4 separate regions of the Sus scrofa genome follow, and regions 1, 3 and 4 are each linked to region 2. A link is a contact called in public Hi-C and HiChIP or PLAC-seq data. All regions are on one chromosome and are shown on one strand. The core of a region is the stretch at or near the end of the contact, and the rest is flanking DNA. Distances in the headings are between cores, read along the strand shown. Region 1 holds the start of SCNN1D (amiloride-sensitive sodium channel subunit delta). Region 2 holds the start of RNF223 (RING finger protein 223). Region 3 overlaps TTLL10 (inactive polyglycylase TTLL10). Region 4 holds the start of HES4 (transcription factor HES-4).

Region 1 (5,479 bases), core at 1,678-4,177, 120 kb before region 2:
TGTGGAGGACCTGGGCTGGGCTCTGAGGGGGGGTGAGGTCACCCGCCACGTGGCTCAGGGAGGAGGTGGACGGCCTCCGGGGACAGCTGGGAGAGGGAAGAGCTGGCCCTGGACTCATCTGGGTGGGGGCGCGAATCACAGCTTTGTCACTCATCAGCTGTGTGACATTGCCCAAATTACTCAACCTCTCTGAGCCCGCCTCCTCAAGCGCGAAGTGAGGCTGTTTCCTCTGCATGTTTGAGGCTCAGAGGTGAGAGCCCGCTCCCTGGGCTGGTGTCAGAGCCTCCAGACTCAGCATGAGCCTGCTGCCCCCAGCCGCTCTCCTCTGGAGGAGGTGGGTCAAGTCGCTGAGGAGCGAGGCTGTCCCCAGGAGGCCTCTCAGCAGAAGAGGAAGGATCTAAGTGCTCTGTGTCACTGGAAGCGCGGCTGCCTGTGCCTCCGAGGCGCAGAAATTGCGGAAGTGGGCTGCCTGGAGAGGGGGGCTGGGGAGCCCGGCCCCAGGGAGCCTAGGTCCAGCCAGAGGGTGCCCTGCAGCCAAGAGCAGCTTGTGCCAGCAGGAGACTCAGTCTTCCTGTGGGAGAGGGGCCTGGCTGGGACAGGGCCAGGGGCATGGCAGCAATGACCCATGCCCTATTGGACCTGAGCCACATCCAAGCAGGAGACACTGACCCTTCTTCCCTCCCTCCTGGGGAACTGCCCCAGGGTCTGCCTTTGCAGAGAGCGCATCCCGCAGCGGCACAGCCGGCAGCCGCTCCTACTGCCCTGGCCAGTCCCTCACCTGCCTCCTAGGCCCCTCTAGTCTCCAGAGCACATCGGCTCAGACTTCAGGTCTCTTGCAACAGAATCCCCCCAGAGCCAACTTCTCATTGTCCCTGAGAGTGGCAATACCCAGCAGTGAGCAAGCAGAGCCCAAGGGTCCTGTGACACACCAGGCACCCACAGTCTGCAGGGCAGCCCTGGCCTGGAAGGTGGGCAAGGCTGGGTTAGGACAGAGCGTCCCCAGCTTCTGGCACAACGTGGGCCCGTGTGGCCACTCCTTAATGGCTGCAAGTTGAAAGGATTAGAGAAGGGACAGGCAGAAGGCCCTGGGCCCCCACTCTCTCTGCAGGACGGCTGGCCCCAGCCGGCTGCACGCAGCCCCACTGGCCTTAAAGCGGTGGTGGCCTTCACCAGGGCTGGGCTGAGGGGCACCTTCCAGGCCAGGGCTGCCCTGCAGACTGTGGGTGCCTGGCGTGTCACAGGACCCTCGGGCTCTGCTCGTTCACTTGTGGGACAACTTGGAGTTGGCTCTAGGGACATTCTGGTGCAAGAGACCTGAAGTCTGAGCCCATGGGCTCTGTACGTGTTCTGGACACCCAGGGGGCATGGCAGAGGCCACCTGGGGCTGGTCCATCTGGAGTTCCTGTCCGCAGATGGGTGAGGAGTCTCCTGGGTGCCGTGGCAGAGCCTCCCCCATCGCCCAGGTGCTGACTGCAGGGTCAGGCAGGGACTCTGGTCACCACAGAGGCGGCGTCTGCAGGTACCGGCCAGCTGGGGTGGGGAGAGTGTGTGATGTGGCATGTGTGGGGTTTGGGGCCGGTCTGCATCTCCCTCACACCTGTGCTCCAACACCCTGATGCCTCAGGGCGGCCTCCTCCACATAACTTTCCAAGAGCTAAAAGCAGCGGGGCCATCCGGTGGCGTGGGGATAGCAGGGCCTGGAGGAGGCGGGGGAAGGCCAGATTCCCACGGGCGGACTCGCCTGGTCCTGGACGGCCGGACCATGGGCACCCCTTCCGGGATCCGCCCAGGGCCTGGGGCCAGCTCTGCGGTGGCCGTTCAGATCCCACCTGAGGGTGCCTGGGTGGGCAGACTTGAGGTGAGCGTGGCTGCTCCCCGTGGCTGCATCCACTGGTGCTAGGAATGTGGTCGGTTACCTCATTGCCTGAGAGGCAGTCCGGGCCGTGGTCAAGGGTGAGAACTTGCAGGTCTCTGCTCTCCTGCCCAGAGCCACGAGCTCCGCCCAGCCACGGTCTTCCAGATCTGTCGCGACCGAGGACCAGCCTGACAGCGTAGCAGCCTGTGCGGGAGCATCCGAGCCCCACTCACAGGAAGGGCAGGGGTAGTGTGCTGGCCTGCCCACTGACCAGCCCTCCCTCGGTCCAGGCCCCCACCTGCCTGCCACCTTCAGGTGCCTGCAAATACTCTTGGAGGCAGATGAGCAGCTCCAGGCCCTGCAGGAGGGCTCTCTCTATGTTGACGCTGTCCGGGGAACTTTGGCCTGGGCTCCCTGGGCCTCCCGGGGCCGCCCCACCTCCCTGCTCTGCCTCCCCTCCCCCAGGGCCAGGGAGGGGACCGTGGGAGCGGAGAGTTAGTCTCAGTGCAGTGTCCACTGGTGCATAATGACCCTATTCATGGGCCGTGTGGAAAATTCAGTTGGGAAACAGTGCAACTATTTTTACGAGGACAGTTCTCCCCGTGAGCAGAGGACCCCACCTGGCACAGGTTCTGGTGGGGCTCCCGGTCACTGTGGCCACACAAGGCCACCCAGGATTTGATTCTCAGGGCCCCCGGGGGTTCAGTCACGGGGGCCCAGCGACGCAGGGTGCCTCCCGTGCTCTCCTGTTAAGTGGGCACGATCCTTTGGCAGGGGGCCTTTGGGAGGGTCGGGGTCCCGGGGGAACTCTGGCGGGGCTCACGCTGGCACCGCGAGGCGGGGGGTCACCCTTTAACAGGGCCTGTCTTCCCGTAGAAGGCCGGGGGTCGTAAGGGGGGAACATGCGGGGTGGAAGGTACGGGGCTCTGCGGCCGCTGATTCTCCCCGGGGCCGCAGTGGCCCAGGGACGAACCGGCGATCTGCGGCCAACAGACCGGACCCGCCCGGCGTTCGGGCCCCGCCCCGCGGGGCTGCCCACCAGTGCGCACGCGTCGACTGCTTCCACCTCCCCGGGCGGGAGGCGGCAGCGAGAGGCCGGCTACTTCCGCCCAACCGCCTAGAGCGGCCGCCCCGGCAAACCGCGCCCCGGAACCGGAAGCGATTATGGTCCCGCCCCGCTAGTGGCCATCTTGGAAGCTAAGGCGGCGGCGGCGGCGGCGGCGGCGGCGGCGGCGGCGGCGGCGGCGGCGGCGGTCGGGTGGGCCCAGTCCCGGCGCGGTGCGGCTCTGCGGCACGGGCCCCGCTCTCCCGCTCCCTGCTCCGGCCTCGACCACGGCGAGCCTGAGCGCGGCGGCGGCCCACGCGCGGCGACGGGGAGAGGTGAGCGCGCGCCGCGGGCCTGCGCCGGAGCCTCGGCCGCGAGTCCGCCCCGCTGGAGCCGGCCAGGGTGGCGGGCGGCGGGCACGGGGTCTCCGCACAGCCCGACCCCGCTCCGTCTGTGCTCGCGGGGCCCGGCCTGGAGCTTCCATGCGCGGAACGCTAGGTCGGTTACGGTGGGGCGCCCGGGGCTCCGGGCCGGGTCGTCCTCCTGCCAGCTTGGGGATTCTGGTGGTCCCACGGCTGGTGTCCCACGGAAAGGCCTCCTGCCAGTGGCACACTTGCGGGCGCCGCCGGGACGAGCCGGCGTAGGGCTTGCTTTGTAAACATGTCCTGGGAGTCCGCGTTGACGAGGGCTGGTTGCTGTTGAGGCCGTCGACACTTCACACCTGAGCAGCTTTTTGAGTCCCAGCAGGAAGGCGCGAGCCTGCTTATTCCCCTTGGAACGGTAACCAATTGAAAAGCCAGGCGGCCGGAGTGGGACGCCGCAGTCGGGGGGCTCTGTTGCCGGCCGGCTAGTGTGGGCCCCGGGCAGGTTCTTCCCCTATGCCCGCCTGCTCTCCTTAGCTGCCCGTTGCCAGCACGGTCTCGAGAGCTCTGGCCAGTGTAAGCTTCTGGTCCCCTGTCCTGCTAGTAACACTTAGCTGACGTGTGTCCAGTTGAAATCCATTCCCAACCCCTTGTCGCGCCTGCCCCCGCTCCCCACCCCCAGGCGCCAAACAGTTAAGGAGAGGAGAGCCTGCTCCTGGTGGGAGGGGAGGTGGTCAGTGGGTAAGAACCCTCCGCGCGGTGGCTCTGGGCCCTGTTCTTTCCAGCTGAGTGACCTTCGGTGCTTGGATCTAGTTTTGGCAGAAGGGAACTTGAGAGTCCTGCTTAATTGAAAAGTCCAGTGTGTCTGCAGGCACAGTTGGACCCTGTGCCTACAACTTGGAGTCAGTAATCCTCCCTCAGCCCCCAGCCTCCATCTGGCTGTGAAACAGTCCCGGTGGGGAAGGGAAAGTCCTGGGCACGGGTGTGTCGCGTGCCCGTCCGTCGGTCAGGCCAAGGTCTCTGTCACAGCATCACTGAGTGCTCGGACCCCGGGCGGGAGCGATGCTAGGCCGCCGGCGGCGCCCTGTTTCCACTTGCTGCCCACGGGACTCTGTCACCTGCGGGCGTAGGCTTCGGTTGCTCTCCTTCAGCGTCTCTGCGCTAAAGTTTTGTTTGCCTCTGTTTTGTTTCGTCTGATGTTTTTTTTTCTGTGTCTGCACCCCGTTTCCTTCTGTGAATTACACCTTCTGTGTCTTTGTGTGGGGACTTGTCTTGAAGGGAGCTTGAGCCCCAGCTCATGTCCCGTGGAGGTGCTCTGGCTTCTGTAGGTGGGGAAAACTGGAAGAAACGGTCACACCTGAAGTCCCCTGGAGGGGCTGCGATGAGGCACAAGAAGGGTCATTAGAAGCCCTTTTAGCGGACTGAGGAGGTGTGTGAGAGGTAGGATCTTCAAGGTTGCGCACCTGAGAGCAAGAGTGAGCGGGAAGTCCGCGTGTGAGCAGCTAGGCCGGGTCTGTTTTAGGAATCGGGGAGGCGGACCGCGAACCTTCCTGAGGAGCCTGCCTGGCCACTTACTCCAGGCCAAGCACAGTTGTATTCGAATCGCCCAGCGAACTGGTGTGTGTGGCAGGGCGTTAACTTTGGGGTGAACGGTTAAAGGAAACAGCCCCTTAGAGTTCTTTGAAGGCACCCTGGGTTGGGTGGTGGTTCTGCTTTCAGATCGTGGCCGTGTTTGTTCCTAGATGTCGCCCCAGGCGAACCACTGGGCCCTTTGGCTCCTTGGGCTGGAGCTTGGGTCAGTGCTCTGCGGACCCTCCCCTTCCCAGGCGGACCTGTCGCTCCTGCTGTGGGCACACCAGCTGGGTCGCAGGGAGACCAGTGAGGGACAGAATGTGGCAGGCAGCATTGCAGTCGGGAGTTGGGAGGCTTTGGAGGACGAGGCTTTTGAGCTGGGCCAGGAAGGGCCTGGTGGGTCCCCATAGGGCCTGGGCTGGGACGAGAAGGGGCTTGGCTCAGGCCAGGTCAGGGGCCTTGGGCGTTGGGGACTAGAGCCCTGGGGCTGTTCTCCAGAGGACTTGGCGGCAGCGGGGGCTTGTTGACATTTGTCTGCTTGGTTCTGCGTGAGTCCTGAAGGGTTGAGGTCAGGACTGTGGCATGAGAACGTTAGCCTGACCTCAGCCTACAGTCAGGGCCGAGAGGGCCGGGGCCGAAGCTGCC
Region 2 (5,844 bases), core at 2,346-4,845:
AGTAAAAACCCCACAAACCAAAAAAAGGCAGCGAAGGGAACGGAGGTCACCACGAGTCACAGTCAAAGGGCTGTTGGCCCTGAGAAGCTGGAATTGGAAGTCTGGAAGGGTCGAGTCAGAGACGAAAACGAAATAGAAACAGGCCTCTGCTTCTAGCCCAGATGTATCCCAGGTACCCCCACCCCCGCCCCAACCGACTAGAACCCAGACAAGACCAGGAGGCAACGGTCCCCAAGGCACAGGACATCAGGCGACCAAGGACAGTGACCCCCAGGATGAGGGTGCAATTGCGGTGAGTGCCCTGGCTGCCCAGCTCACGGCTGCCAGCTCCCGGGCAGATGGTCCCAAGGGATGAGTGCGGCCAGAGTTCACAGGATGGAGCCGTGAGGGGAGTGCTCTTGAACCCGCGGGGGCCGCTAGGGAACTCAGGAGTGGGGCACAATAAGCCCTGGAGCGCGGGCTGCCCAGAACCTCCTCACGGGGCTCAAGGGGAAGATCCAAAAGGGTCAAACGGCCGCCAAGGAATTTTTCGGCATATCCCAGAACAGAGCCCAAGAGCATGGATTATAAGATTGTCCAGAAGCAAGGTAAGGTTGCCATCTGGCAAGCAACCAAGGATGGCCACAGTTGGCTCAAAAATAAGCACATAACAGAACCAAACAACCTGAATAATCGTTAAAAACCTTCTTACAAAGAGAATTCCCAACCCATTTAAATTCCTAAACATTTAAGGGACAGATGAGACCAAGTATCTGCTGGCTGGTCCACAGTGAAGAGGAGGTGAGCTTCCCGCCTAGTCTGAGGACAGCGAGACCCTCACAGCAGATACAAGGCATCCTGGCAAATTACTCTTAACTCGGAGAATTTTAGCAAATTAATACAGCAATAGGATAACCTATCATGACCAGATGGGATTTCCTCGGAACATAAGGCTGGTTTAACATCCGAGAATCAGTGTGGTCCCACGTGAACAAACTAAAAAGGAGAAGCCAGATGATCATCTCAATAGATTTTTTAAAAAGCGTTTCGACAAAACCGAAAGCAAACAAACAAACAAAAACCACGTAGAAGGAGAGGGCACTTCCTCAGTTTAGTGAGGCGGGGGTTCCTGTGGGCCTCGACAGGTGGAGTATGGATGAGACCTCAAGGCAGAGGTGTTGAGGGGGCAGCTGGTTACATGGAGACAAGGTGCAGACAATTGTATTGTTCATTTCAGGAACTTCATGGGGGAAAAAAACTCTAAACACCAGGCTTTCAACAGATCCCATGACTCCTCCGACGCCCTGCCTTGCTGTGTCCACCAACCCTCAACTACCACGCGGGGACTTTCCCCCACCTGCACCGAGCCTCCTCCGCACTGGAAGCTCACCCTGACCCTGACCTGTGCCTCCCAGATCGGGGCACTGCAGAGACTCAGCCAAGAACCCAGGCGTATCATCTCATCTGCAGGCTTCTTGAGCAGCATTTTCAGGGAGCCCAGGTCTGACGCTACTGAGACGCACTGGCGGAAAGGTCACCCTCTGATATCAGAGGATGCATTATGAATGGATGCCCTGACCTTAGAGAAACTTGGGGCTGAAGCAGGAAGGCTCAGCAATAAATACCAAGTTCCCACTGGTCTTCAGAAAACCACCAAGAAGGTGGAAAGGTGCAGAGCCGTACAAAGCAATTCTGTGACACGGCGCAGGTGGGCGCAGAGCCCAGAGGAGCTGCTTCAATGAGGCAGGACTACTGCCCGAGGATGGCTCACACTGGGCCAGCTTCCTCCCGACCACGTGGGCCCACTGTCCTCTGGGAGGGAAGACCCAGAGCGACTCATCCTCCTGCCCCATGCTCTTACTTGGAGAGTAGCTCGCCCGGTGAGTCTGATACTCCATTTCCGTTGAAGGGTGTTCAAACTTGGGATGAATGTCCTGAGGCAGCGTCCAGAAGGGGAGGAGAACCTGCAGGATTCAGCCAGATGACCAACTGCACAGAAGCCAGCCAGGAAGGGAGCTGTGGTCGTCAGGGAGCCCAGGGACTGGGAGCGGCCTGGAGCCACCTGTCCAATAGCACTCGTGCCCTGCACCCCTGCACACCCTAACCCTATCTGCACCCGACTCAAACAACGCTCCCAGGGTCCTGCCCTCTCCTCGGCACACTTGCGATCCCATTTCCTGAGAAGTTAGGAGTGCTGCAGGACACACACTGCTCTTCTTGTCTGGGGCGGCTCAGAGGCAGAGCCTGAGACCACACAGAAATTCCCGTGTGTCACAGTTCCCATAGTGGCTCAGTGGTTAATGAATCTGACTAGCATCCATGAGGACGCAGGTTCGATCCCTGGCCTCGCTCAGTGCGTTAAGGATCCGGTGTTGCCATGAGCTGTGGTGTAGGTCACAGACGTGGCTTGAATCCTGCGTTGCTGTGGCTGTGATGTAGACTGGCAGCGGCAGCTCCGATTTGACTCCTAGCCTGGGAACCTCCATATGTGACCCTAAAAAAAAAAAAGCGAAAAAAAAAAAAAAAGAAAAAGAAAAAAGAAAGAAATTCCCCTGTGTCATCCTGTTGGGACAAACCAGTCCAGGATGCCAGACAGTCCTGTCACCTAGACCCCACACCCACAGTCTTTAGGACTGACTGTGGGGGACAGTCACAGTCCCTGGGAGGCACAAGGTCACGGGGTGGAGCTTTCGTGGACAGAGCAACCAGTCCGACCAGTTCAGAGAAACCCGAGATCACACTTCTTTCCCGTCCATCCTTATTCATGTTGAATAAGGATGCTGGGGAGAGATCTGAGAGCCAGTGTTACAGGCGCCCATGCTGACAGCAGTTTGCTGTGTGGGTGCCCTTCCCGGTCCAGGCCTCTCACTCAGACTCACTCGCCCAGGCACTGCTCTCCCAGTAGCCGCCCTTGCGGAAGATCCGCCCCCTGTCCCCGCACCCAAAGATACACAAAGCACAAGGGCGGTGGTGGTTTTACTCTCTTTTCTCCCTAGGCAAAGCCTCTCCCGGGACCAGCTCCGCACGTCCGTCCCTCGGTGCAGACCGGGCCCCGGGTATCCCACTACCCCGCCCCTCTCCGTGAGAAGGGCTTTGCCCGCCCGGAAAGCGGCATGAGTCACGAAGGTGGCAGAACTGGGCGCAGGGGGGCGCTCGGCAGCCCCGGAACAGAGTACTTCCTGGGGAACCCCTCCCCCAGAGAGGACGCAAACATCGCAGAGGCCTTTTCCCCGCCAGCCGTCCTCCGCGCCCGGGCGCGGGACTGGCATCAGGGCGGAAGCGGTCGCCAGGTACTGCGGCGCCTCTCCCCAGGATGCGCCACTGGAACCCTGTGCTGTCTCCGGAACCGCTACTCCGCCGGAAACCGACGGGCAGTCCAGCCGAGCGTTGACGGAGGAGACCCGGGCGACTTTTCGGAAACCGGAACGCAGACGCCTCGGACTGCAGGGCTCTTTGGTCTCCTGGCAACGCCGGACGGCGGCGTAGTCCTTCCCTTACTTCTGCTGCCATGTTTAGGGCCCTAGACTACATTTCCCAGGTCGCTTCGCGCGAACCTTCAGATCTCGCGAGAACTCTGGCCTGGAACCCTCCGGGGGAGGAGACTCGCGCGGACCGCCGGGAGTTGTAGTTCCGGTTTGGGAGCTGTGCTCCCTGGCACCCGGGCTGAGAGACTTCAAGTCCCAAGGGGGCACAGCGCGACCGCCTGGAGGGCGGGGGGTATGAAAGAGGAACCCGGAGGGCGCAGGGGTGAGTGAGGGGCCGGGAGTGGGCGGGCGGGGGCTGGCTAGGGGTTGGCTGGGGGCGGGGACTGCGGCGGCCCTGGCTGTGCGGAGTCCCGCCGGGGCAGTCAGGGCGGCGGGGTTTGGCCGCCCTTTCTCTCTGTGCCCCTCGCCCCGCCACCGGCTCAGGGCGCCCCGGACGCGCGGGAGGAACCGCGAGTCCCAGGAGGTTTCCCATTTCAGCTCGCTGATCGCCACTGGAGTGTCAGGCCTCGTCCAACAGGGGTTCGTGTGCGTAGTCACCAGAACGATTTAATTGACGTTCTAGTTTAAGTTCATTAAGATCGGGGGGTTTGGACGCGCTTCTCACAGCGCTCCTGCAAACGCAGCTCCCTGGTGGCGGGGCGCTCAGGTGGCCCGGCTTTGTCCTGTGTTCTCAGGGTCACCGCGGTGCTGGAGGTAGCGCTGGGCCTCGTCCTCTGCGCCTCAGCCCGCGCCCCCGTAGCAGCCTTGTTCAGCCATAATCTGAATGCAGAAGCTCCTAGAAGGAAATAAAATCTGAATTTTACGGAAAGTTTCTTCTGGCACACGCGCACTCCACCCCGCCCCGGTGTGCGTCTCCCAAAGACAGAGCAAACGTGCCTTGGAGGGTGGTCACCCCAGGACCCTCCCTGCACCGCCCTGTTCTGCAAGGTAAGCGTAATTCACTTGAAGAATGATCTCTAGTCACCACAGTACTGAGAATTCCGCATCCCCACGGCCAGGAACCCCCTGGGGAGTTCCGGGGGTCCTCCCATCAGTACCTTCTCAGGGCTGCGGAGTCCACGGAGCACCTACACGTACACAGACTTTGCATCCAGTCAGATTGTGTACACCATCGGTTCTCCATCAGCACGATGGGACTTTCGGGTTGAGAAACATGTTAATGAACAGGGCCACACACAGTTCTCCTTTTGTCCTGAGAGCCACATTGCTCCCTTTGCTTGCTGAGAAAGTGACTGGCAGGAACCTGCCCTGAGGGGCTGGAGATCCAGCAGGTCCTCCCGTGCTGTGCTGGGCAGTGGGAGAAACAAGATCAGCACATGGGATTTTTTTTTTTTTTGGTCTGTTCATCTTTTAGAGCTGCACCCCCTGGGCGTATGGAGGTTCCTAGGCTAGGGGTCTAATTGGAGCTGTAGCCGCCAGCCTATGTCACAGCCACAGCAACACCAGATCCGACCCATGTCTGCGAGCTACACCACAGCACACGGCAATGCCAGATCCTTAACCCACTGAGCGAGGCCAGGGATCGAACCTGCGACCGCATGGTTCCTAGCTGGATTCGTTTCCGCTGCGCCACAATGGGAACTCCAGCGCATGTGATTTTTAAAGCTGGCGACCCCCCCTCTCCAGCCACAGCCGCCGCAAAGCCTGGAGGAGCGGTATGTATGTGGCGTCCACCGCCCCCTGCAGTGGTCATCCAGGCAAGGCTTCCTACCAGGGAGCCCGTTTACATGGTTGTCCAGCCAGCACCCAGCCCCTGTTGACTGGTCAGAGTGATTCCACCCGCTTCGTGATGTGTTACTTGTGCAGAATCACAGTGACTTCTTCATTGAAACCACTTTTTCTAAGGAAGAATGAGCTGTGCAAGAACGCACAGTACAGTGTAAATTCTCACCAAACTGCATTACATTGTGGAAACTCGTGCTCCATTACTTAGCTGTTTGGCTCCCATGAGATCTTCAAAATAGAAAATGAATTGCATTTATTCAGTTAGTGCGTGTAATTCACATAAATGAAATGCACAGGCTCCGTTTGATCAATTTTGACAAAGGCGTACAACTGTCACCTGCACGCCCATCATGACAGGACAGTTCTGTCTTCCCTAAAGGTTCCCCTGTGTTGTGGGCCGATTGGCTCTGTCGCCCCAAATCCATGACCCCAGTGTGATGGTGTCTGGAGGTGGAGCCTTTGGGAGGTGATCGGGGTGAGCTGGGGCCCGTGCTGGCATCGGTGCCCTGAGGGCAGGGGCAAGACAGAGCGACCTCCCCACACCCCGCTCACATGACCCCTGCTCGCACACCAAGGAAAGGCCATGAGGACGGTGAGAAGGTGGCCGTCTGCAGGCCAGGAAGGGCCCTCGCCAGACGCCGGGTCTGCCGGCACC
Region 3 (6,070 bases), core at 2,680-5,179, 69 kb before region 2:
GACGGACTGCGAGTGTATCCAGCCCGAGTTCCACTGTGGAGACCCTCAGTGTAAGAGCTGCAAGCGCTACTCCTGTCCACCTGGCCAGGAGGCTCAGCCCGAAGGTGAGTCGCAGCTGGAGGTGGCCTGCGCAGGTGGAGAGGTGGCAGGGGCCGAGCTCCCAGCTGCAGGTGTGGAAGGGAGCTCGCAAGTGGGGCTTATGGCCATGTCCTCTGGGCCAGTGGGCACCCGCCTTGGGGGCCTTCAAAGCCCTGGTGGGTGGGGCCCTTCTGTTGCTCAGGACCTTGGGCTGGATGAGGCCGGGCGCCACCGTTGGCTTGGCTCCCAGGGGCCTGTCCTTCCCTCTTGTGGCCTGGCTTTCTTTGTCCAGAGACCATGCCCCGGAGGGCGGTTGTGAGGAGCAGTGGGGTGTCAGGGGGCTGTCTGGCCCTCCGGCCCTGGCTCTGCCTACACCCGCCCTGACCATCTGCCTGAGGGGGCGGTTGGATGAAGCCAGGCTGTCCCCCAGAGCCCGGCCTGGGGGTCAACCCCTTGTCTGGAAGGAGCAGCTGAACCCTCTTGGGGTCTGTTTACCTGAGGGGAGGGGCAGCTGGACATGTGAGGGCTGGGGGCGTGAGGACTGAGGGGGGCCCGTGCAAGGCTGGACGGGACGGGCCTAGGGGACCCCCCCCCAGGCCTCCCGCTCTCCTGCCGTCCAGAGAAGGCTCCTGATGCCTCTGCTTCCACTGCCTCCGCCCTCGGACCGCTGAGGGCAGATCCCCGCCCCCCCATCAGGACCCTCCCCTCAGCCGGAGTCACAGCCTGCCCTGGAGAGCGGCACACAGGGGACCTGGTCTACGAACTTGTGTCACGCGGAGGAGGCGTATGGGGTCATTCTGCTGTGGCCCAAACACCAGGCGCCTCTCCTCATCCACCCCGCAGCCCCCAAGCCTGTGTCTGTCTGTCTCCAGGGAATTTCAATTTCGGCTTCAAGTGTGTCGACTGTGTGGCAGGGACCTTCTCCGGGGGCCACGAGGGCCACTGCAAGCCATGGGCAGAGTGAGTCCCGGGAGGCTTCCGGTGGCCGGGCAGCCCAGGCCCGCTCTGAGGGAGCGGCCTCTGCTGGGCCCCAGACAGCAGCGTGCGGAGGGGCTGCTCCGTGGCTGGGGGCTGACCAGGAGGCTCTGTGTCCCTGTGTCCCAGCTGCTCCCAGTTTGGGTTTCTCACCACGTTCCCTGGGAACAAGACGCACAATGCCGTGTGCAGCCCGGGGCCACCGCCCGCTGAGCCGCACAGCCTGCTGACTGTCCTTCTCCTCGCTGTGGCCACCGGAATCCTGGTCCTGACTGTGACCCAGCTGAGCCTGCACGTCTGGCAGCTGAGGAGGCAGAGAGCATGGCCCCCAGGTCAGTTGTGCCCTGGGGAGGGGGTGGGGGCCCCTGGCCCGCCTGCTGACCACAACCCCTTTGCAGAGACCCAGCTGCTCCTGGAGGCACCGCCGCCCCCGCCCGAGGATGCTTGCAGCATCCAGTTCCCTGAGGAGGAGCGGGGTGAGCGGCTGTCGGAGAACAAGGCCCGGCTGGGGGACCTGTGGGTGTGAGGCTTGGCCGTCCTCTGGCCCAGAGGGCCCCGGGCCGGACCCCCCCAGAGCAAGGGCTCTGTGCCCTGCTGTGGGGCCCCAGCTCTCGGCCCGGCCCTGCTCCCCTCGATGGCGGAAGCAGGTGGGGGATGGTGGCTGCGACCAGTGCCCCGATCGATCGTGCAGAAGAGGCAGCAGCTGACTGGACCCCAGGGAAGACGCAGGCACCCTGAAGCTGCTTCCCTCTCTTGCTGGCCCTGTGGTGGGGGGCTGTGGTGCTTGGTTCCCAGAGCAGGAGGCTGTGGGACCACAGGACCTGGCTGCAGGCAGCTCTCAATAAATGCTTGTCCAGTTACCTGAGTAGACGCCTGCTGGCCGGAGGCGGGGACAGGCTCCAGGGTCTCCCCCGCCGCGCTCACTCGCAGACCCTCCCAGATGTCAGTCAGAGGCGCAAACCCTCAGCTGCGACCCGGGAAGCCTTGCCAGGGGAGGTGCTGTGCTGGGCACCTGCCCGCTGCGTCTCTGGGCTGCCCTGCCCAAACCCCCTCCTCCGGGGGTCTGCCTGGCACTCGCTGGGACAGGGGCGTCCTCAGGGTGTGTCTAGTCTCTGGGCCACTGCTGCTCCAGACTCTGGCTCTGAGCTGGCCGCACATCGCACCGGTCCCTGTGGGGGACCTGCCCTGAGTCGCTGGGGCCCCCGATCCAGGACGAGGTCAGTTTCTGTACCCATCACTTCTTGGTGGATTGGGGCAGCCTCAGCAGGGCCTGGTCTGGCACAGCCCCTGCTGTCTCTCCAAGCCCTTCTGCTGGCCTCCACCCCTCCCCGGACCCTCTCTTGTGGGGCAAGGCCCTGGGGTTCTGCCCAGCAGAGGTGAATGGTATTTTTCCAGCCGCCTCAAAGGGCTGACACCTGGGGAGGCTGATAAGGACTCTCTGGCATCCAGGGTGTGGCAGGCGGGCCAGTGGAGACTGGTCTCAGCAGCAGTAGCCTCCAGCTGCCAGCACGCCTGGCCACCTGCCTGAGGGTGGCCCCCCTCCGCCAGGCCCCCCCCACCCCGCAGGCTGCCGGCAGAGCCCCCTCGACTCACTGGTCCAAACGCCCCCAGTTCCAGTGGGTGGGCGGGCCAGGCTCAGGGCAGGCAGGTGGAGGAGAGGGAACTCTGGTGCCCTCCCCCCACCTCCGCCGCAGGAGGGCCGAGCAAACCGGAAGTCCTCGTCCCTCAGCCCCCCCCTCACCCCTTGGGTCCTAGGCTCTGGCATCCCAGGGAGTCAAGGGCAGGGGGGTTTCTGGGACGGCCCTCCGCCCACGTCCCTGGGACCTGCCAGTCACACCCATCGGCCCTCCTCTGTCTCCAGGCAGGACCGCCTGTCCTGCCAACCTCTCTCCTACCCGCCTCCCTCTCCGGGAAGCCTCTCCCTGGGGCTTGCTCTTGTCACCTGGGTCACTTGACTGCCCCACTGCTACATGCAGGAAAGGGGTCCCCAGCCCTGGCTCAGGATCCGGATCCTAGACAGCTCGTCTAGGGCCTCGGGGGCGGAGCGCGTTCCGTTGACTCAGCGCGGAAAGTCCTCGTGGGCGGCCCGGGCGTGGGACAAGCGCCCGACTGACGTCCGCGCGGGGGCGACAGGGCTGACGCAGAGCGGCGGGGGATTCCTGCTCCGCGGGGAGAGGTCCGAGAGGGGAATGTGGTGGGCGGACTCGCATCCCCATGGAGTGGAGCGGCTGGGAGACTGGGGCCGGCCTGGGGTGGGGTGGGGGCTCTGTCCGGGCAGCTCTGCGAAAGCTGCCCACTTGGCCCTGGCCCCTCCCCGCAGCAGAGATGCCAGGCTAGCCCGCCACCTCCACCGGGGTCTGAACCCAGCCGCATCAGCTCGCTCTCAGGCTCATGTCCCTCCCCAGGCAGCCTTCTCGGAGCCCCCAGCATCCCGCAATTGATCAATTGATCGCAAGTTGGGAGGGGCGGGGAGGGGCTCCGTTAAGGGCAGGGCGAGGCTGGATGCTCAGGAGCAGCGGACAGGGGTTCTGGGAGGGGCGACCTGAACAAGTCCAAGCTGGGGAGAGGGATAGTGGAGTGAGCAGGGTGTGGGGTCGGCAGTGCCCAGGGCCGCGGGAGGCTGAGGAGACTCTGGGGCGCTGGTGTGTGGGCAGTGCGGGTGGGGGGCGTTGAGAGGCACCCATCCCCCCCTCTCTCAGCTCAGCTTCCTGCAATGGGGGCAGGTCTGTGCCCACCTGGGTCCCCAGGTCTAAGCGAGACCCTCAGGTGAGGCTGCCGGGAACACCCCCGCCCCGGAAAACCACAACTTCTCCCCTGAGGGTTGGAGTCCATGGTGTCAGTTCAGCCTCAGATAAGGGCCCAGAGCCGGCTCTCTGTTCCCAGAAGTGCTTTTCCGGCCACAGCGAGTCCCACCCAGCCCCACCCCCTCACCTTGCTGGGAAAGGCCTCTGACCTCACTTCTTTTACTGAGATCCGGACTCAGCCAGTGCCCCCCCCCCCGCCCCCCGCCCTGCTCCTCGCAAATGGACAGTGGGCAGAGAGCGAGATCCCGTCCTGGACGGAACAGGACCCCAGCCCCTCCCAACCCATCCCAGGGCAGCTCCAGGGGGCTGTCCAGGGGCAGGTTGTCACTGGCTGCCTCCTGGTGCCAGGATGCTAAGCTTGGCCCCTCAGGGCCCTTGACTAGGTCCTGGGGCCATGGCGCCCACTCCTCAATGGTTTCCTGAACCTTCCAGAGCACAGCCACTCCTCCCACAGCTGGGCTGAGCTCTGAGGTCAGCAGAGGACTCAGTCCTGCAGGGCCTGCCCTCCTCTGGCCCCTCAGTGGTTTTCAGGGCCCGGAAACCCTCTTCCCACTGGGAAGGGGCTGCACACTGGGTGAGGGGCAGACGTCTCTCCAGGAAGCTTCGGGGGCTGAGGTGTTTTCCAGAGTGAGTCAGGCCACGGCTGTTCCAGACACCTTTTTTGGAGACTCCTTCCAGGGAAGAGGGGCTGGGGGGGCGGCATCCTCTGAGTCCTCAAGGCTTCACGGGCAATTGGGCTGAAACGGACCTCTGATTGCTAGGAGCTGAGGGAGGCTCCAGCGAGTGCCAGGGTGAGGGCCTCCAGATGGGGGCTGCAGGGATAGTGGCGCTCCCCGGGTGGTTCCTGGGTCAAAGCCAAGGGCAGCTTGATTCCCCAGACCTTCCGTGGGTGGGAGACACGGCAAGATCCCCCCTGCCTCCGCTTCCCCAAGCAGGACCCAGGACTCACCCCTGGAGGAGACGGGGAGAGAGTAGAGGGGAAACAGGGGTGGGAGGGACGGGGAGACGCAGCTTGGGCTGCAGCGCTGAGCAGCCTTGTCCTGGGCGCTAGGAGGGGCACCCCCGCCCTGCTGCTGACTCTGGCTCTCAAGCCACTGCTGGGGCCCGGCTGTCTCTGCTGTGCCCACCACCCATCACATCATTTGAGGACTGGGGCACACCTTGTACCTGCCCAGGTACCCACAGCCCAGACTCGGCCCCCTGCCCGCCCTCCCTGCAGCCCTTGCAGTTCTGGCAAGGAGGCCGAGTGTGGGCTGGGAGGGGCTGGGGAGGATCCAGATGGACAGACAAACAGCAGGGACACCTCACTGACTGACATCCATGCTCTCAGGAGGTGCCAGGGGCCCAAGTCAGCAGTCTGGCCAGGGCTTTGGGGAGCCTGGGGATGGGGGCTCAGTCAGGACTCGCACTTCTTGCCCCACACAGGTGCCCATGGGCCACTGCATCCTCTCCGGGCCCAGGGATGACAGAGGCAGCAGAGCCAGCCTCTCCCTGGGGATTAGGTCACCTCTGCAAATGCGGCCTTGACTGGCTGGCTGGACCAGGGGAACAGTCCCACTCTGGCTGGGAGGAGAGCTGGAACATCCTGGGACCACACAACAGCCACCACGGGGCCCATCAGGAGCCCCAGCCAATGCAGGTAGAGGCCAGGGGAAGGAGAAGCCTGGGAGCTGAGGCAGGAGGAACAGAGGGTGCTTGGCGTTATCAGGAGGTGACCCGAGCTGACGTGGCTCTGTAGCCAGCAGGGAAGGTGGTCCTGACCCCAAAGTCCCAGGTGTGGGTTTTGTGAAGACAGGGGTGCACTTGGCCCTCCCCCCCAGGAGGCCCCCTCTCCCTGGTAGAGGCTGGTCTTCCAGACTTGGGGCACAAAGCTGGCCAGCGGGCTGCAGAGGAGGCACTGCTGAGCTTGACCCCTCATGGAGAGCCCATGAGACAAGCTGGGAGGGGACTCAGGGCTCCCGGGCCCCAGACACACAGTGACAAGTGCACTCCTGGCCTGAGGACTGCACACGCCAGCCACAGCAGCAGGAAGCTGAGGGGAGTGTGGGTGGGAAGGCTGTGAGTGACAGGACAGGTCAGTCCCCTCCCCGGGTCTGTACCCGGGGAGGCCTGGCCCTACTTCTCCGAGCCCCAGTCTCTGGCTCCCGGCTACACCTCCAGGGTGCTGGCCAGAGACCTGGCAGCGCTGCCCTCTAGAGGGACTGTGGCTCTGG
Region 4 (5,589 bases), core at 15-2,514, 88 kb after region 2:
CCCAGCATCTGGAATCCCCAGCTTAGTTAGGACATTACACCCAGACCACTACCCATGGAGAAGGGGGAATCTAGAAGTTTGGAGAATCATCCACGTGGATTTTGCAATCACCAAGAACTATGACAGGAGTGTTTGAAGAAAGTGACAGGGAACCAGAAGTAATAGCTTCAGGAAGCCCACTGGGCTGCAGTCGAATTCCACAAGGGGCAGTCTGATAATCAGGTGGGGTTCAAAGCTGGGGCTTTTTTGGTGAAGAAAAAGCTGGTCTGGATGTGGCAAGGAAGAAGGGCAGGGAAGCTCATCTTCCCCAAGAGTGGTGATGCAAGGAGAATGATGAGAAAAGTAGCAGCCATTGGAGATGGCATCCCAGGCACACAGGAGTTGGAAGGAGATTCCATCACCACCCAGAAGTTGGAGGGACATGGCTTCCCAAATGTGGAGAGGAATCAACACTCAATTCTGGAGAAAGATAATGCCCAGAGCACAGGGAGGTACTCCCACAGCCCAGCTCCTGGTGGCCAAGGGAAGGTGTGTTCGTCCTGTGGTCTTTAAGGGTGGAAGATGCTCTCTCAGTCACAGGGAGCAGGGACTGCCCTTGAACCTTGAACGCTGAATCTCCTCACAGGTATCCTGGTGCTCCTGGCCTCTGCCTGAGTCCTCGGCTTCTGCTTCCCACCTATCTGTCCTGAATCCTGTGGTTCTCCATCCCTGGCCTTTGCTGCTTTATCACTCTAGTGAACACTGATGAATGACTTAGCACCCAACCCCCAAGCTCCCAGGAGCGAAACTGCAATAGTTTTAGCCTGCACTGGGCAACTCTGGTCCCAGCTGCCTGAGTCCACAGGCTGCCGCCCCTTGGCAGGAGAGGAGAGGACTCCCTAGAGTGTGGGGGTGTCGGCAGTGCCCTATGGTGACTCTGATGTCCCGGAGTCCATATGCCAGTGTAAGGCTGAGGAGCAAGGTGGGAACGCAGTTGCCACCCCCACGTCTGAGGTTGGGAGGGAGGGGTGCTCGGCAGTTGGTGGGCTCCCAGGGGACATTGTCTGAAGGTCGTTGTGTGGAATGCTGTCGTGGTAGCCAGATGCGGGGGCGGGGCGGGGCGGGGCGGGGGCACCCCACCCACCACAAGGCTGCGGGCCAATGAAGACACACCTGTCTTTCCACACAGACCCCCTCCTAACCCGAACTTTCCTATCCCAGTCCTCCTGCCCCATACTCCGCTTGGAACCGAGGAGGGGCCGCGGCGATTTTCCCGCCTCCGCCCTGCGTTGCCAGAGGCGGGCGCCGGCCGGTTGCCCCAGCTCGCCTTTGTCGCCGGCGAGTCGGTGGGCTGGGAGAGGACGCGTGATTGACAGTTGGCGGGGGGCTGAGGGAGGAGCGCCGCGGCTCATTGGCTGGCGCGAGCGTGGGAAAGAATGCGGAGCCGGGTTCACACACCCAGCGCCGGCCCTGCCTTAAATAGCCGGGCGGCTGGCGGCGCGCGCTCGGTCCCGGAGCGTAGGACCGTCTAGAGAGCGGCTCGGGAAGCCGCGCGCCCCAGCCGGCGGTCGGCCCCAGGCGGCGTCCTCCGCCCGGCACCGGGAGGCGCGGGGGGCGCACCATGCCTGCAGACACCCCGGGGAAGCCGAGAGCCTCGCCGCTGGCAGGAGCGCCGGCCAGCGCCAGCCGAACCCCGAACGAGCCCCGGAGCGCGGCCGAGCCCCGAAAGGTGGGGACCTGGCCGGGCGTGGGTTGGCAGGATGGGAGCGGGGGAGAGGGGAACTGACTCACCCACTGCCGGCCCCGCAGTCCTCCAAGCCCGTCATGGAGAAGCGGCGTCGAGCGCGCATCAATGAGAGCCTCGCCCAGCTCAAGACCCTCATCCTGGACGCCCTCAGGAAAGAGGTGAGTCGGGGGCGGGAAGGGTGAGATCTCCGGGCCGAGGCGTGGAGCCTGGAACCTGGGCCCTCCTGGGCTGCCATCCGCTCACGTCAGCCCTGCCCCTAGAGTTCCCGCCACTCGAAGCTTGAGAAGGCGGACATCCTGGAGATGACCGTGAGGCACCTGCAGAGCCTGCGGCGCGTGCAGGTGACAGGTGAGGCGCGGAGCGGAAGCGGCGCGGGGTAGGGGGCGCGGGGACCACCCGCTCGGGCGCCCACCGCCTGACCCCTGCCTCCCCCGCAGCCGCCCTCAGCGCCGACCCCGCGGTCCTGGGCAAATACCGCGCCGGCTTCAACGAGTGTCTGGCCGAGGTGAACCGATTCCTGGTCGGCTGTGAGGGCGTCCCGGCCGACGTGCGTTCTCGCTTGCTCGGCCATCTGGCCGCCTGCCTCGGCCAGCTGGGGCCCCCGCTCCGCCCGGTTCCTCCGTCCCTTGTTGCGGAAGCCCTGGCGCCGGACGTCTACGCGGGCCGACCGCCGCAGCCGGACTTCGACAGCCCCTTCCCCCCGCCGCCGCGCCCCGGGGCGGCCTTCGCGCTGCCGATCCTGCCGGGCCGGACTGGGGCGCCCCTCGCCGCCGCCGGAGCCGGGGCCGGGCCGCAGGGCCAGGGCGTGCCCTGGAGGCCGTGGCTACGGTGAGGTTTCGGTCCTGGACTGCAGCGGAGGCCGAGCCCGGTTCTAGGGCCGCGGCCTTTGCTGAGATTGATCCAGAAGATATTCACGTCAGAGACCGCGTGGAGAGTTCTGTTTCGTTGTCTCTGTGAGGAGTCCAGACACGGAGGCCCAGCAGCCGGGGTCAGCTGCTGTCTTTGAAGCCGATGTCTCTGCACGGGCGGGCGGGGTGGCTTTTCCCCAGGCCGAGCCCTGGGGCCCCGTCCTTCTGCGCCCATCTGTGCTTGGCAGGTGCGCCGCGCGGGCGTTCACCTCGCGTTGCCTTTGCCTGTATCTATCCGCACTGGAGTAGCGACCCCTCTCGAGGTGGGGTGGGGGGATGTGGGAGAGGTCCTTCAGGAGGGTCAGGCAGGACTGTGACAGTCATCACTTCTTCCAGAACATCTTCCAGTGCTGGGTACCATTTTTTTTTTTAAAGGTACCTTTCCCCACTCCCACCCCTGGAGACTCTGGAGGGTGGAAACATGTATTTTCACACTGTTGTCTCAGGGCTAAGCTGTGGTAAGGGGTGACTGTCCCTGAAGTTTCTGTTCTGGCCTGGTCCACCTCTTGGCTGCTCGAGGCTGAGCACGAACCCACCTGTGCCCACCCACAGATTGAAACTGCCAGTGTCCAGTTCTACTGTGTGCCTTGCTCTGCCTTGAGAGGGAAGCTCCCCTGGCTGTGCCCTCCTGAGCACCTGCTGTGTGTTGGCCCTGCAATACAGCGATACTAGGAATCAACCCGGGAGTCACTGTCCTGCGGTCCCAGGTCTCCCCAGCCTGCTGCTGGCAGCTATGCTCCAGGAGACACGAGGGAGTGGTCTGAGTCACACAGCTGAGACTGAATTGTCTCATCCTGAGCCCTCCTGAGGCTAAGGCAAGATCTACTTCCCAACCAGAGCCAAGTTCATCAGATGGTTGCCTGCTGCCTGCCTGGCCAGGAACCAGCAAGGAGGAGGAGGCTGAGTCACTGCCTGAGGGTGGTCTGCCCTTCCTCCAATGGCTCCAGCAGCTTCCAGGTCCATGTTATGGGCAGGGTTCACCTGTCCTCCTGGACTCAGCCATGTACCTGTCAGGGCCCTCCAAGTCCCCACCAAGCCAGTGCCCCCCCCCCCAAAGACTCTCTGGCTGCCTGGCCCATCTCCCTGAGGGTCCAGGGCCTGGACCAGTGGCAGACATGTGGGCCAGGTGTTGCACCCTAGAACGTACACACATTCAGCAGTCCAGGCCCTGGGGAGGCTCAGAGTGCTGGGTTACCAGCAGCACAGTGAGGGAGTTACTGCTGGCTGGCTTGGGAGGCCCTCTCCAGCAGGAGAGTTTCAGAGGGTCCATTTCAGGAGCTGGAAGTTCCACTCCAGAGCAGGAGGGAAGGGCCTGGGGCTTTGGGATATGAAGCCTGGTGGGTAGGTAGTGGGTGGTTGGGACCTGCTCAGAGCTGGGCTCCACACGGCCTGCAGGAGTAATGGGAACTGTGTGGCCAGAGAGAAGGGCTGCCTGGGAAGATCGCCTGGAATTGAGACCTCTTACTCTCTCTTCCCAGTCTCTAGCCCCGACCTCCTGTCCCTATGCCGTGCCTGCCCCTGCACCATTTCCTTACTTCCTGTTCCTGATAATCTATTCTTTTTGTCTTTTGTCTTTTTGTCTTTTGTTGTTGTTGTTGTTGCTATTTCTTGGGCCGCTCCCGCGGCATATGGAGGTTCCCAGGCTAGGGGTCGAATCGGAGCTATAGCCACCGGCCTACGCCAGAGGCACAGCAACACAGGATCCGAGCCGCGTCTGCAACCTACACCACAGCTCACGGCAACACCGGATCGTTAACCCACTGAGTAAGGGCAGGGACCGAACCCGCAACCTCATGGTTCCTAGTTGGATTCGTTAACCACTGCGCCACGACGGGAACTCCCTGATAATCTATTCTTGAGATGCTGAGAAGCTATTACCAAGAGATCTTTGTGCTGAGGACACTGTTAACTCACCAGGGACCTCTTGGACTCTGAGGGATCCACGCTGTTCTGGGATGGGCAGGCCCCCCATCTCACCCCTTTGTGCCCAGCCCGGGCATTCTCTCCTTGCTTTCCCACCCGAGGCAGCCACCCTAGGCTCCAAGGGCTCTGGAGGCCAGGGCTGTGTCTGTGTCACTCACTCCTGTCCCCAGCACCTGCTTGGAACAGGAAGAAGCTCAGGCCGTACAGACCTAGTTAAGTAGCTTGGATAAAAGAGGAGCCAGGAGGTTTGCAGAGGGGTGTCCTTGGTTAGATTAGGGGAGTCTGAGGAAGCACAGCCCAGGCTGAGGCTGGGTGCCTGTGGTGATGCAGAGGGCAACAGGGGAGGCCCCAGAGGAGCTGTCTTGGGTCCCCTCTCCTGGCTGCTCCTCAGCAGCTGAGGGCAGCACCCTTGCCTCCAGCTGTGGAAGGAGCCATGCCCCATCCCACTCAGCGTGGACACCTGCCCCGGCCACAGCGAGCCAGGGTGGGGTCTCCTCCTCACACTGGGGACTGTTCCTCCTTCCCGCTCTCCCCACTCTTCCACCCATTTCCCGATCCTCCCCTGCCTCAGAGGGGGGCTGGGTAATTCCTCTGTCCCACTCCATCCTCAGCTAGTATTGTCTTGGCTTCTGGCTTCTGTCTTGCAGACCTTACCTGCTGGGCGATAGAGGAAGCACCTTCTCCGGGCCGAGCCCTGTGGAGTGGGTGGGGGAGGAATCAGGGCTCCCTCCTCCTGTGGGGGAAGTGGCCCTGAAGGCCTGCTGGTCATTTCCCGTCCACGCAGGCTGAGCCTCATTCTTCTGTGGCCTCCTTCCAGCCCAGTCCCTGGTGACCAAGGGTCAATGAATGTTTACTGAATTCAGGTGCACAGTCAGGTGCTCTGCCAGCCTCTGTGGGTCCCAGTCCTGTGGAGCCTTGTGAGTCTGGCTCCCTGTGTCTTGCCTGTGGGTCCAGAGCTTGGGGACCAGACAATGACAGCAAATTATAGGTGTTTGAAGTCAGGAGAAAGAATGGGTCCCCATGGTGGCAGAA

The links. Hi-C and Micro-C count contacts between places; a contact is called where the count stands out from the background. HiChIP or PLAC-seq counts read pairs in DNA pulled down with a chosen protein or histone mark.
Region 1: an H3K27ac HiChIP or PLAC-seq map of alveolar macrophages shows a contact between it and region 2. The contact joins the promoter of SCNN1D here to the promoter of RNF223 in region 2. A contact is called at or near these places in 2 of 5 promoter capture datasets (fetal liver and liver), 17 of 47 Hi-C or Micro-C datasets (alveolar macrophages, blood, embryonic fibroblasts and 8 more) and 2 of 2 datasets of contacts at active chromatin or transcription factors (alveolar macrophages and skeletal muscle).
Region 3: an H3K27ac HiChIP or PLAC-seq map of alveolar macrophages shows a contact between it and region 2. The contact joins the enhancer-like site here to the promoter of RNF223 in region 2. A contact is called at or near these places in 5 of 47 Hi-C or Micro-C datasets (brain, embryonic fibroblasts, epiblast stem cells and 2 more) and 1 of 2 datasets of contacts at active chromatin or transcription factors (alveolar macrophages).
Region 4: a Hi-C map of liver shows a contact between it and region 2, with 2.8 times the contacts expected there. The contact joins the promoter of HES4 here to the promoter of RNF223 in region 2. A contact is called at or near these places in 1 of 5 promoter capture datasets (liver), 6 of 47 Hi-C or Micro-C datasets (heart right ventricle, liver and skeletal muscle) and 2 of 2 datasets of contacts at active chromatin or transcription factors (alveolar macrophages and skeletal muscle).

The regions. Positions count from the first base shown.
Region 1 is chr6:63,565,619-63,571,097 of Sscrofa11.1, reverse strand. It overlaps SCNN1D (amiloride-sensitive sodium channel subunit delta), which reads right to left and starts at 2,927. Exons shown (of 14, transcript XM_021097433.1): 1 at 1,917-2,927. UBE2J2 (ubiquitin-conjugating enzyme E2 J2) reads left to right here and starts at 3,018. Exons shown (of 7, transcript XM_003127491.4): 1 at 3,018-3,235.
Region 2 is chr6:63,442,508-63,448,351 of Sscrofa11.1, reverse strand. RNF223 (RING finger protein 223) reads left to right here and starts at 3,595. Exons shown (of 9, transcript XM_021095183.1): 1 at 3,595-3,726. LOC106509643 (a long non-coding RNA gene) reads right to left here and starts at 3,487. Exons shown (of 3, transcript XR_002344844.1): 1 at 3,349-3,487; 2 at 1-1,943.
Region 3 is chr6:63,511,885-63,517,954 of Sscrofa11.1, reverse strand. It overlaps TTLL10 (inactive polyglycylase TTLL10), which reads right to left. Exons shown (of 14, transcript XM_021097424.1): 14 at 4,071-6,070. TNFRSF18 (tumor necrosis factor receptor superfamily member 18) reads left to right here. Exons shown (of 3, transcript XM_021097426.1): 2 at 1-104; 3 at 775-1,918. The coding sequence ends at 1,283. Among named protein-coding and RNA genes, the nearest start is that of TNFRSF18, 4.4 kb to the left of the region's middle. Within about 2 kb of position 3,929, at least 19 of the 83 cell types and tissues checked have an H3K27ac peak or open chromatin away from gene starts, as enhancers often do. A contact at or near this core is called in alveolar macrophages, embryonic fibroblasts, retroperitoneal adipose tissue and 1 more, where this site is marked.
Region 4 is chr6:63,352,365-63,357,953 of Sscrofa11.1, reverse strand. It overlaps HES4 (transcription factor HES-4), which reads left to right and starts at 1,264. Exons shown (of 4, transcript XM_003481929.4): 1 at 1,264-1,708; 2 at 1,789-1,884; 3 at 1,987-2,074; 4 at 2,164-5,589. The coding sequence starts at 1,601. The coding sequence ends at 2,558.